2 separate regions of the Pan troglodytes genome follow, and region 2 is linked to region 1. A link is a contact called in public Hi-C data. All regions are on one chromosome and are shown on one strand. The core of a region is the stretch at or near the end of the contact, and the rest is flanking DNA. Distances in the headings are between cores, read along the strand shown. Region 1 overlaps SMYD4 (SET and MYND domain containing 4). Region 2 holds the start of DPH1 (diphthamide biosynthesis 1).

What was found. A called contact is a pair of places that touch in the nucleus more often than the background predicts.
Region 2: a Hi-C map of stem cell-derived neural progenitor cells shows a contact between it and region 1, with 2.3 times the contacts expected there. The contact joins the promoter of DPH1 here to the enhancer-like site in region 1. A contact is called at or near these places in 1 of 7 Hi-C or Micro-C datasets (stem cell-derived neural progenitor cells) and 1 of 1 datasets of contacts at active chromatin or transcription factors (stem cell-derived excitatory neurons).

What each region holds. Positions count from the first base shown.
Region 1 is chr19:12,267,414-12,270,690 of NHGRI_mPanTro3-v2.0_pri, forward strand. It overlaps SMYD4 (SET and MYND domain containing 4), which reads right to left. Exons shown (of 11, transcript XM_009431555.5): 8 at 1,628-1,763; 9 at 662-778; 10 at 337-460. Among named protein-coding and RNA genes, the nearest start is that of SERPINF1, 23 kb to the left of the region's middle. Within about 2 kb of position 1,493, at least 14 of the 24 cell types and tissues checked have an H3K27ac peak or open chromatin away from gene starts, as enhancers often do. A contact at or near this core is called in stem cell-derived neural progenitor cells, where this site is marked.
Region 2 is chr19:12,519,400-12,522,676 of NHGRI_mPanTro3-v2.0_pri, forward strand. It overlaps DPH1 (diphthamide biosynthesis 1), which reads left to right and starts at 1,752. Exons shown (of 13, transcript XM_063798174.1): 1 at 1,752-1,867. The coding sequence starts at 1,792.

The sequences.
Region 1 (3,277 bases), core at 243-2,742:
GCCTGGCCAAGTTCTCTCTGGGAAACTCACTTGAGATCTAAAAGCTTTCCCCGTATCTCCCAGGAGGAAATTCTTTTTTTTTTTTTGAGATGGAGTCTCGCTCTGTCACCCAGGCTACAGTGCAGTGGCGCGATCTTGGCTCACTGCAAGCTCCGCCTCCCAGGAGGAAATTCTAAAGCATTATGTTTGTTAGCAAAACAGAAGACAAAGATCTCTCCTAAAGAGGAAATAAAGAAGTTTCAACATGCTTTTAAAAACACCATAGAAAAAAAGTAATACCCAGAAGAGCCTAGGAAAGGAACAGTGTGTGCTCTGTGAAGTGGGAAAGGGACTCACCCGTTGAAAAAGATCTGGGCCAATTTGAAGAGCTCATGGCCCATTTCAACACTGGACGGCCCGTGGCGAACCTCCACCACGCAGAGACTCCTCTGTAGATGGGTGGCTGACTTTTGCCAGTCTCCTGTGAGAAGAGAAAAATCTTGTTCCAGAAAAGAACCACTGTCAACTGTGGATGCATATTTTCAGGGGGAGGAAATGGAATGAGAGGGGGAGCAGCCTCAGTTTACAGAGCGGGGGGTAACCAGGCAGACAAGGCCGGGGCCACAGCGAAGCGCCCACAGCAGACTGTTCCCGACGCAGAACGTGAAGGCTCATGCTGTACCTAAGGCAGCAAAGGCCCGGGCCAGGCCATCTGCGATCTCTCCCACCACGGCGTGCTCTGCCCACAGGAAGCTCTCGGCGTCACGCTGGCACCCCGACAGCCGCTGAACGGCTCGCTCTGTCAATGCAGAGGAAAGACGTCTCACTATAGACAGAAGCCCAGTCCTAGGAATGAGAATCCAGGTCTCAAATCCTCTGAATCAGCTGGGCTGAATGTGGAAATTCCCCCTGGCCTCCCTGGGTTGTCACCAACGCACAATGTCTGTTCCAATAAAGCTGCTGTTTTCTTCTGTTTTCTCTGTCAGTGGAGAAAGGCGCTAGGGGAGGCCTCCCCACATTTACCCTGTATTTTCAACATTAACTTCCCAACTCCACCAACTCTACCTTCCACGTACGGCCATGATTTCTCTTGACCCTGAAATCTAAGCTAAAGGTCAACTTTCATAAAGCAGGGTAAATAAAAATCCCATGACGTCAAGCTCTAAGGCACGGTTTTCAAGGGCAATGGGGAGCTCCGCAAGTCTCTGACAAAAGCAAGACACTCCTATCAGCTGGGCTCACGCCCCACTGCTCTCTAGCAGAGACTAGCTCTGAGGAGGGAAAAACCGCCCTTCTAGGAAGTTACATCACTAGGCCCTGGAATTAAAATAAATGACACTCAACTTCTGGAACTGCGCACAGCTCACAGATGTCAGCGATGACCCATTAGTTGGCAGGGGTACTTCAACTTAGCAATCAGATGCAGAAGAAAACAACAGCTGAAATCACCTGGCCCCTTTTCAAGGGCCCCACAGCAACAAAGCTGGTCAGGGTTTGGACTCACTGGCCTATATAGCCATCTTGTGGCTGGCATGGGGATAATTACATCCAATTCTCCCATCAGTACTGAGTATCCCTGAGTCCAAAACGGTATCAGAACAAATAAAAGGGAAGGGGCTGGAGGACCAAAGCAGGGAGCCAGTCTCACCTAGTTCACCATCTCTGAGAAGCTTCTGGGCCACTCTGACCTGCTGCTGAAGGTCCTGTAACCGAGAGACCAGGTGGTCCCTGCTGACGGCGGATTCTGCACAAGATCTGCTGCCACAGCGCAGCACATCATCTCCCTGTGGAAGTCAGTTTTCTCTTTATTCCAATGCCAGGGTCGGTTATCAACACCGCCTGTGCTTACATTACAGGACTGCTCCATAGTTTCTTACCTCATGGGGGAAAGAGACTCCTGTAACAATACATCGTGACGAAAGTCTGAGTGAATTTGGTTTGATGGTGGCAATGGCGGCAATTCTAATGAAGTGTATCAGCAGTAGCTGATCCCACCTGAGATTTCATTTTTGGAACAGAACTGGTACAGTGCACAATGTCTTTCCACTCCTATAGCCCCTCTCGTCGCTTTTTGGGGCTAGGACTTTAGATGACAAACATTGCTTTTTTTTGAGTCTTGCTCTGTCGCCCAGGCTGGGGTGCAGTGGTGCGATCTCGGCTCACTCCAAGCTCCGCCTCCCGGGTTCACACCATTCTCCTGCCTCAGTCTCCTGAGTAGCTGGGACTACAGGTGCCCACCACCATGCCCGGCTAAATTTTTGTGTGTGGTTTTTTTTTTTTAGTAGAGACAGGGTTTCACCGTGTAAGCCAGGATGGTCTCGATCTCCTGACCTCATGATCCGCCCGCCTCAGCCTCCCAAAGTGCTGAGATTACAGGCGTGAGCCACCGTGCCCGGCCTTGATGACAAACATTTCTAGTAGTTATGAAAAACTCCTCAGAAAACCAATACAAGGCCAGGTGCGGTGGCTCACGCCTGTAATCCCAGCACTTTGGGAGGGCGAGGCGGGTGGATCGTGAGGTCAGGAGATCGAGACCATCCTGGCTAACACGGTGAGACCCTGTCTCTACTAAAAATACAAAAAATTAGCCGGGCATGGTGGTGGCGGGCGCCTGTAGTCCCACCTACTCGGGAGGCTGAGGCAGGAGAATGGCGTGAACCCGGGAGGTGGAGCTTGCAGTGAGCCGAGATTGCACCACTGCACTCCAGCCTGGGTGACATGAGAGAGACTCCGTCTCACAAAAAAAAAGAAAACCAGTAGAAAGGCTGGGCGTGGTGGCTCACGCCTGTAATCCCAGCGCTTTGGGTGGTCGAGGCAGGTAGGTCGCTTGAGGCCAGGAGATCGAGACCAGCCTGGCCAACATGGAGAACATGGCCAACTCGTCTCTACTAAAAATACAAAGATTAACTGGGCATGGTGGTGCATGCCTGTAATCCCAGCTACTGGGGAGGCTGAGGCAGGAGAATTGCTTGAGTCTGGGAGGTTGAGGCTGTGGTAAGCAGAGATCGTGCCACTGCACTCACTTCAGCCTGGGTGATAGGGCAAGACCCCATCTCAAAAAAAGAAAAAAAAAAAAAAGAAAAAAAAAAAGAAAAAAAAACTAATAGAAAAAGGTACTAGGTGTGATCGTCCTACATTTGACCTTGGGTCTCCAAGTTTAGCTTTCTAACGCAACCAGCTCTGCCTTTCACTCATGACTCCCCTAAGAAGAATACGGCACCTGTGGCAGAGGGGAAACCTCCGAGGTGGACATCTGCTGTGTTTCAAAGGCCGATATCTATTTTCTCATTTGGCAACA
Region 2 (3,277 bases), core at 502-3,001, 250 kb after region 1:
TCCTAATGGGGGCCAGAGCAGCTCATTAGGCACAGCGGGTGCGGGGCAATGTTACAAGAGGGATGGGACCTTCGCCATCAAACAGGCCCCACCTCTGATGAGGGAAAGGTCCCAAGGGATATGGCGCCTGCTAGGGAGAAGCCATTGCTCAATTGGAGCCAGTCCTTTCCCCTTGAAACTCCATGCTGCAGTCACAGCTAAGGCTGTCCACAGGCTGGGCAGCGGTGTCCTGAGAGAGGAGGGGCTGAGCTCCTGGAATTCAGATCTTGCACCCTGGGGATCCAGAGAAGCTGGGGGGAGATGGGAAGGTCTAGTCCGGACGCTTATCGAGTTGAGGGGAGTGTTCCTGGGACCCACATTGGTCACTTTTCTGTCTAGAGCTACCTGTCCTAAGAGTGCCGGTGGCCTGGGGGGCACAGCACTGACCCTTGGTGATGGTCCCTCAGCTGCTCACTCCCTGCCTGTCCAGCCATTCCTCCTCTCTGGGCAGCCTCCCAGGCAGGGCCTGTCTCTGGCTGCTTGTTTTTACTTCTCCCTGCACCTTAATTAGGGGTTTCCAAGCAGGGAGGGCCTCTGGGGGAGCCCGAGGCCACAGAGCTGACTTAAAGGGCCAGCTGTGCTCACAGCACCACCGCAGAGAGAGGAGGAGGATGCCAGGGGGCTGGGTAGACCGTCAGCCCTGGAAGACCATTGTTCCCCGGGACAGACTGCTGAGGGCCAGTCCTGCAGGTACTTTGCTCTTCCAAAGGTCAAAGCCATCTCACTGGCTGTCTTCTCTTTGGGGTCTCTGGGGCTCTGGCCAGTGATCAGGAGAAAGACCAGCCCTGAGGGGCAGGGCAAAGGTTGGCCAGGGTCCAGAAGGGTTAGACATCACAGTCCTCCACTGCCCACCTTCCCAGGAAAGTACCCTCAGGCTGTGGGCCTTCCCCAGAGGGGCAGTTTCTACAGGGTCTACGCAGTGGATTCTAAAGGTGATAAAGGCTGGGTGCAGTGGCTCGCGCCTGTAATCCCAGCACTTTGGGAGGCCAAAGTGGGAGGATTGCTTGAGTCCAGAGGTTCAAGACCAGCTTGAGCAAAATAGTGAAACCTTATCTCTACTAAAAAAAAAATTAGCTGAATGTACGCCTGTGGTCCCGGGTACTCAGGGGGCTGAGGCAGGAAGATGACTTGAGCCCAGAAGGTTGAGACTGCTGTGAACCATGATCGCACCACTGCACTCCAGCCTGGGCGACAGACCAAGACCCTGTCTCAAAAAAAATAATTTAAAAAGCTGATAAGGGCGATCCAGAAACCTGCACCAAGACTCTCAACTTGGAGCTGGGCTGGTGGTCCCTGAGTTCTGTCCTGCCGGACAGTGGAGTCCCCCTAGTAGGGAACGTGGCCCCACACGGCGGCCGGGTGACCGACCACTGCTTACCAGGAGGGGAGACTGGCAGGGGGGGCTCAAGGAACATCTGGTGGGTGTCCCCTTCACAAGACTCGGCCTGCAGAGTTCGTGCAGGGAGTTCGCACATAGGAGAGCACCGGTCCGGGAGCGCCAGGATCGTGCCCGGCCGGGGAGAGGAGCGGGAGACTAAGTCGCAGGGCAAGGGCAACTGCCATAGTCGGGGACCTCTAGGGAATCCTGAGTCCCGGCATTCTGGGCTGGGGTGGAGCCCACTACAGCCCCGCCCCTATCTCCTCCTTTATGGCCCCGCCCAGCGGGTATCCCCCGCCCCCGCTGACCGATCGGCGATCGATCGCAATGTCTGCGCTCTCCGCGTTCTTCCAGCGCTGTCTTTTTAGTACCACATGCGCAGGCAGGTGATGGCGGCGCTGGTTGTATCCGGGGCAGCGGAGCAGGGCGGCCGAAACGGCCCTGGCAGAGGTGGGTGCTGGAACGCTGCGCCCTCCAGACCTCGCATCTCGGGGCGGGGCCCCCAAGTTAGGGACAGGACCAACCCCCTTTAACGGCGGCGGCGCCTTTCTCCGCTAGATCCCGCTGTTAGTCGCCTTGGGCCGCCCTCACCAGCTCGGGGTCGCTGTCAGCCGGAGCCCAGGGGTACCAGTCTTTTGCAGCTTTAGGGCACGACCGAGAGCAGCCCTTAATCCTCCAATCGGAAACTACAGCCTTGTCTTGGCGGGCAGACGGATAAAATGGACTCGACGGGGAGGGAAAGGGCCAGGCCAGATGCAGCGGGCATTTTACGAGTGCGCCCTCAGGGAATGCTTTCAGGAAAGAGGCAAAAGGTTTCATTCGCCAGGCATTAACTGAGCGCCCACCGAATGCCAGGCCTGCGCTGGGTGCAGGTACTAGAATCAGAGATCTCAGTCTACTGGGGGAATGTTAATGTAAACATATCATAGCCACGTGATAAAGGAGGAGGTGCCTACTGGTCCCTGGGACACATTGAAGGGCTAACGTTAGCAGTTCCTTACACCCCAGCGACCACTAGGGACCTGTCAGAGGAGGATCTGTAATGGGCCTAGGAAGCCTAGGCTGATTGTCCAAGGCTTTTGAAACAACTGCCCAAAAACCATAGCAGTGGTAACGTTCAAATCTGATCTCAGGGCCCCAGCCTCCGCTGGACCATCCCCACCGCCGCCCACACAGTGGGTGAAGCCTCATGTCTGGGCGGGTCCCTCCTATCATAGTGTGGGGCCCTAGCAGAAGTTGTGGCACATAGCACAGTCTCAATACATACTCGTTGAATAAGTTAATTTCTTGCCTTTTCATATCCTCAGACTCTGTGGCTCCTGAAGAGATAACGGGGTTGAACTAAGCTTAATTGTCGGGGCAGGGCATAGTGGCTTACACCTTTAGTCTGAGCACTTTGGGAGGCTAAGGAGGATTGTGTGAGCCCAGGAATTCCACACCAGTCTGGGCAACATAGGGGGACCCTGTATGCACAAAAAAATAAAAAATAGCCGTGCGTGGCCGGGCACGGTGGCTTACACCTGTAATCCCAGCACTCTGGGAGGCTGAGGCGGGCGGATTACCTGAGGTTAGGAGTTTGAGACCAGCCTGGCCAACATGGTGAAACCCTGTCTCTACTAAAAATACAAAAATTAGCCGAGTGTGGTAGCACACGCCTGTAATCCCAGCTACTCGGGAGGCTGAGGCAGGAGAATTGCTTGAGTCCGAGAGGCTGAGGTTGCAGTGAGCCGAGATTGCACCACTGCACTCCAGCCTGGCCAACAGACAGAGTGAGACTCTGTCTCAAAAAAAAAAAAAAAAAAAAAAAAATTAGCCCTGCGTCTTGGCACATGCCTGTGGTCCTAGCTACTGGGGAGGCTG